2 separate regions of the Hordeum vulgare genome follow, and region 2 is linked to region 1. A link is a contact called in public Hi-C data. All regions are on one chromosome and are shown on one strand. The core of a region is the stretch at or near the end of the contact, and the rest is flanking DNA. Distances in the headings are between cores, read along the strand shown. Region 1 holds the start of LOC123413358. Region 2 overlaps LOC123407326 (ranBP2-type zinc finger protein At1g67325).

Region 1 (3,169 bases), core at 387-2,886:
CAAACAAACAAACAAAACTTAGCCCAACAACTAACTGGTCATTGTGATGACTCTATCTATTGGGCAGATGGAGTTGATATGATTATTGCTAGACAAATTCGAATTGGAGTTTGTGCATTTCTTTGGGCTATATGGAACTTGATGTGGTTTTTGACAGACATACGAATATACATTTTTTGCAGGTATTTCACAGAGCTGCGGCATTGATCCGTACATGGTCGTTACTCACTCCTGCGGAAACCAGGGAGCCTTTGGTTACTGGGTCTATCCGATGAGAGATGGTAGCGCGGGATATCTTCAACCGGTTTAGATGGCGGTCCAGTAATAGGATAGATGGTTAGGCATCTAGGCCTGTTTTACCGGTTGTGGCACCTTTTGATCTACTATTTATTCTTTACTGCTTTGTTGGAAACTATGAACCGACATCCGTTTGTTTATTTTAATAAAAGGACCGTATGCATCGTGCTGATGCAGAGGCCGGAGGTAACACTCTTTTTCTAAAAAAAAAATCTATTGGGCAGGTATACTCAAATGTTAAAGCAAAAACCTTATGCTGCGAGGGTGAAACTATGAGCAGAACATAAACTAACTGAATAACTGATGCAACCATTCCACCACTGGTAGAGATTAAAAAAAAATAGAAAAGGAAGATTAGCCCGGCCTCTGCATCTGAACGATGCATGCAGCCTGACAGAGATAAAATGCTTGCGAAGAATGTTAGCTAAGCATGGGCTGATGAGTGATGACCTGAAAAGAGCTCATTCTGCTGCTCGATGGAGTCCGAACCCTCAAACTGTCACCAAAGGCAAATCGAACACGGTTCAGCAAACAATTCATTTTCATCTGTATGTATCAGTCACAGGGACAGGGAGAATAGGTCCATGGAATGAAGCATGTGTGTGTTAGTACCCTGCAGGAGAGCATCTCGACGGTGCAGTCGTCGCGGGTCGGGGTGACGCGGAGGTCCAGGACCGGTGCGACCTGGAAGCCGAGGAAGCCCATGGGGTGCAGCGTGCACCTGAAGGTGCCGTCCGACTCCGACTCCACCGGCGCGAAGCTCTGCAGCGCCCGGGTGTTGAGCAGGGACTCCACGCCGGCGGGGTGCCGCAGGAACTCGCCGATGCCGCCCTGGTCCGGCAGCGCGTCCAGGAGCCTGATGCTCTCCCGCCGCCTCGCCGACAGCCGGGCCCGCCTTCCCGACGGTGTCGTCGCCACCGTCGACACGGACTGGCCGCGCTCGTCGCCGCCGTTGCTGCCTGCCGACGCGGCTCGCCATGACCGGATCGCCTTGTTGGGCGGCTTGCATGGATCGGCAGCTGCTGCTACTCCTGCCGCCCTTGATGATGCCGGGGCCGGGACCGACTGGCATCTGGGGAGGAAGAAGGAAGGTCCGGTTGCTGCCGCAGTGGGCCTCATCCCATCGCCTGGATCTTCTAGGACGCGGCAGCTTTACCTGTGCATGGACATGGACTCATGGAGTGACAGAGAGCTCAGGGAAGAGAGAGAGAGAGAGAGAGAGAGAGAGAGAGAGAGAGAGAGAGGCAGAGCGGAGCCAGCCACTGATGGAGCTTATCGTTTTTGCGCCTACACCGAACTCGGTCTCTGGTCTCTGCCAATCACCCGCAGCCGTCGTACACAACTAGACATGGGCGTGAGTGTGTGGTTCCTGACATGCTCCGCTGTCAACTTCGTACCGGGCTCATGTCCATCTGTCAGAGCCGGAAATTTTCCAGGCCAGTTTGGACAGTTTTCTCTCAATTTTTGTATGGAATTTTGGTACCAGCAATTTCGTACTCTCTTAATTATTAGCTATCGGTTTTATAATTTTTTTACATAGAAAGTACTACGCCCTTGGTTCTAAAATAAGTGCTGACACTTATTTTAAAATGGAGAAAGTATATTATAAGTAAAACCTTAACTTTTTTTAGGTAACCTCAACCATTTACTTCTTCTCTTTTCTTAGTCAACTCTGTATTCACATGCAGTGGCGGATCTAGTCCACTGACCAGGGCGAGTCAACAGTGTTACCACATATATATATATATATATATATATATATATATATATATATATATATATATATATATATATATTTACTTTTTAGTTTTTTTCTATGATATAAAAGTTGTTTCCAAATCTCAGGATAGGCCATGGCCCACCCTGGCCACCCTCTACCTTCGTTATTGATCATATGCAATTGGATGCGTGAGCGAGAGAAGTTGCAATTTATTTTCTTTGAACTTTCGCAGCTCCACACGAGCCAAAACCAATCATATATACCTCCTACATATTCAATCTCCACTGATTATAATTCTTTCAGAATTAATATTCGGAATTATCCACACAATCCCTTTTAAACACATGTCATCTCATGCACGTGGGATCGATGTAGGCCATATAATCGTTTATTTTTAATACCATGTTGGTAAAACTTTAAACTCAAGACCTTTTGGCTCTGATACCATATTGAATTCATGCTCCATTCAGTTTCTCTAAAAGCCTGAACTGATGAAGAGCGGCGGGCAATATATTTCAACACGTGCTACATGTTGAAATCTGTGATGGGCCCATGTAGGTGGTGGCATGACAACATGGTGGTGGAAAGTTTAGTCTCATCCCGCTAGTGGAGAAGAAGTTGGACCCTTTTATAAGGGTCTCTCTTCTACATGCTATTGGAGAGTGAGAAGATAAGAGGCCTTGATACGTCTCCAACGTATCTATAATTTTTTATGGTTCCATGCTATTATCTTGTCAACTTTTGATGTTTTATATGCATGATTATGCTATTTTATATCTTTTTGGGGACTAACCTATTAACTGAGTGCCAAGTGCCAGTTTCTATTTTTTCCGTGTTTTTGACCTTTTTTAGAGAAGAATATTAAACGGAGTCCAAACGGAATAAAACCTGCGGGATGATTTTTTCCATAACAGAAGATACGCAGGGAACTTGAGAACCAAGGCAAAGGATCTCGGGGGAGGTCACAAGCCCCCTAGCCGCGGCCTGGGGGCGCGCCTAGCAGGCTTGTGGGCCCCACGTGGCTCTTTTGCCCTACTTCTTTCGCCTATAAATTCCCTAAAAAACCAGAACCACCAGAGAGAGCCATGAAAATACTTTTCCGTCGCCGCAAGCTTCTGTCTCCACAAGATCCCATCTGGGGACCGTTCTGGT
Region 2 (3,169 bases), core at 292-2,791, 170 kb before region 1:
GGATATCGAAGAATCATAAATTGATAATTGTTCATCAGACTTGCTTCAATAAATTGATCATAATAAATTGATAGTTGGTCATAAATTGATAGTTGGTCTACAAATAAATTGATAGTTGGTCTACAAATAAATTGATAGTTGGTCTACAAATAAGATACATCGAACTCGCCATGGCTAATTCCACTACATATCCTCGTTATCACTGGAAGATTAACCTCCCCCTTTTGTTGTATTGGTGAAATGACTAGCTAAACATTTTTTTAGGCATATCTGTTCAGACCATGGCCTGTTTACCTTGATTTCCATCATTTTGGTAATACATTTACGAGGGGGAACTGCTACTCCCACTGTCCCAAGCTTGCAAAAACGCCTACATTGTGGGACGGGGGGAGTAAAACAATTTTTGATCCGTAACTTAGTCTGTCCTAGTACTTATCAATTTTCCTTGATGGTTAATAATAATAATAATAATTGATACATGCCATCTGCCATTTTTCGTGAAATAAAGGTTGAAGCTAGGCATGTTGCTTTCTAATGGACTCCCTAGAGCTCACCATTATCCTGTAATGTTCATATGCTACCATGTTCTCTGGAGCGTAGCAGAGATGATACATGATGGAACAGTGAGTTGTGCATAATCGCATTGTGGAGTGTGCATAACGTGGCATGCTTGGTTGGATTGGTGCTCTTTGACTGACTGGCTGCCATTGAAATTAGTTTTTGGCATGTAATACGGGAAAGCTTTTATCAAAGCTGCAACTTTCACACGACTTTGAAGACAACTGTGTTCTAATCGAGAAGGATCTTCCGGGCCATGCTGCTGGACTACCGGTACCGACGAGTTCGCATGCCTTGCGAATGGCAGCTCTCAATGAGTTGCAAGAGAGTAGTTTACAAGATGACAAGTAACCATTTCACTTTTCTTGGAAAACGTTTGTACTGTGTGGACCAATACTCTGTCAGGCAATCGACGGTGTTGCTCACAGCCATCTTGGCACAGCTTGGTTTAGATTTGTTTGTGTGCTTCCACTTTTGTTCACATTCTTGCAACTTTCTTTACTATTTTACGAGAGGATTGGTTGGCTTTGTTGATTTTGCAATCGATTATATATTCGTTTGAATCTGATGTAAACTATTCATTCTGCTACATTGTATTTCTTGGAACAACGATGTTCCCATATTGGTTGGTTAATATCGTTATAACCATTCGGCCAAATATTACAACGAAAGCTTATACGAATATCACGTCGATTTTGGTGAATCTATTTGACGGAAAAAGCACACACGCCAATAGTTGCCCCCCCAAAAGGCACGCTGCTAATCAAATCGTCGACACATGAATACCATCACGGTCGGGGGTAGTTAGCCGCCGCGCCGCGTACGGCGCTAAATCGGTGCAATATAATAAAAGAAAAATGGAAATCGGTTTATAATATAATAAAAGAAAAATGGAAATCGGTGCGATACTTCCGCGCGGCGCAAAGAGATATCTCTGACGTGGTGCGCGGGCGCAGTGGCATACAAGCGGCCAACTATCCATGCCAAACGTACACGCGACGTGGGCTCCGCGCCATGCGTGTGTGCGTGCGGCGTGAGGTCTGACTGTGCTAGACAATGGACATCCCCAGATGTACCTGATGCGTCCGTCGCACGCCGAAGAAAGCACGTGCATTACTCGCACCTGTATTCGGCGATCTCTCGTATTTCAATCTCTTCACATGTATATATATATATTTGGGAGAAGGCCCTGGATATATTACAAAGGTTCTACAAAACACCCTCAATAATAATAATAATTACGTAGAGGATCTGGAGCACCGAACGACCATTACCGTCGCGAGGACGAGGCATTGACATGTCGCTGTCGTCTCTCTGCTAACGGAGCTGATCTGATCTTGTCGATGATAGCCATGAAGTCTTCGTTCACATGCCCATAAGGATCAACACCCATAGTTGCGGTCGTCGATGTTGAACCCTTAATTTGACTTGAAGCGCCTACCATCAAATCTCGCCGTCACATAAACATGACAAAAAACCTTAACCTTACCACTCTAAGGAGGTTGCATGAATCTACACCAGAGCTCCGATGGCTCTTTCCCGACGAATAAAGTTGAGAAGGATCGAAGCCCGAAAGATTAGCTCGAACATGAAACGCCGTCATCCGCCAAAGCACCACCACTTTAAGACCCCCTCCCTCCTAAACTACTAGCCGGAAATGAGGCGTTGAGATCCCCTCCCCATCACCGGCCTCATGAGTGGCACACAACGAGGAGGTGGATCCGCGGGCTGGAAGGCGAAGCTTGGAGGGGAGAGTGCCCTAGCCGCCTCACGTGAGGCCGAAGGAAAGAGTTCAATCCTAGTTGAAGTAACCAACATATTTTTACACAACTGTTCCCAATTCCTCATGAAGAAAAGATACGTCAATGTGAAAACTATTGTTGGAAACAACTCATGTAAAAAAACATATAGACGGGATGAGACTCTCGTTAAAAAGAATAACGCTCTAGCAAAGAAATGGAGAAATTCGTAGAGACATCGTCTTTCTATGCATTCAAATGACACAATACCTATTGATAACCCATAAGTGTAGGGGATCGTTTGTAGTCTTTTTCGATAAGTAAGACTGTCGAATCCAATGAAGAGCTAAAGATAGAATTAATATTCTCTCAAGTTCTATCGACCATCGATACAACTCTACGCGCACAAATGCTTAGTTTACCTAGAACAAATATGAAACTATTTTGCGGAAAAATAAAGAGCAAGTAAATAAAATTTTAAGGTTGTTTAGTACTAGAAAGCATTTTGTGTAACGCAAGAAAATATTGTCCATAGACAATTGAATATAACATGATAGATACTTATTATGTGCAATGAGGGAGAAGCATACGCTAACACACTTTCCATACTTGGATCATATGCACTTCTGATTGGACCTCTAGCAAGCGTCTGCAACTATTAGAAATCATTAAGGCAAACCCAACCATAGCATTAAGCATCAAGTCTTCTTCACTTCCATACGCTCACAACTCTCTTACTCGGGTGTAACTTTTTGTCACTCTCGCCATCCACTATAAGCGAATCATGAACATATTGCGAACCCTCCAGTGTGTATCCTTCACATGTGCGCATCACGGAAGGCACCTTAGGACTGCACCATATCAACACGCAA

The links. A called contact is a pair of places that touch in the nucleus more often than the background predicts.
Region 2: a contact with region 1 is called in a Hi-C map of leaf, with 5 times the contacts expected there. The contact joins the enhancer-like site here to the promoter of LOC123413358 in region 1. A contact is called at or near these places in 2 of 6 Hi-C or Micro-C datasets (both in leaf) and 1 of 1 datasets of contacts at active chromatin or transcription factors (embryo).

Annotation. Positions count from the first base shown.
Region 1 is chr7H:184,511,401-184,514,569 of MorexV3_pseudomolecules_assembly, reverse strand. LOC123413358 reads right to left here and starts at 1,636. Exons shown (of 6, transcript XM_045106299.1): 1 at 910-1,636; 2 at 748-793. The coding sequence starts at 1,416.
Region 2 is chr7H:184,684,998-184,688,166 of MorexV3_pseudomolecules_assembly, reverse strand. It overlaps LOC123407326 (ranBP2-type zinc finger protein At1g67325), which reads left to right. Exons shown (of 10, transcript XM_045100436.1): 10 at 509-1,126. The coding sequence ends at 535. Among protein-coding and RNA genes, the nearest start is that of LOC123407326, 5.4 kb to the left of the region's middle. Within about 2 kb of position 1,541, at least 3 of the 3 cell types and tissues checked have open chromatin away from gene starts, as enhancers often do. A contact at or near this core is called in leaf, where this site is marked.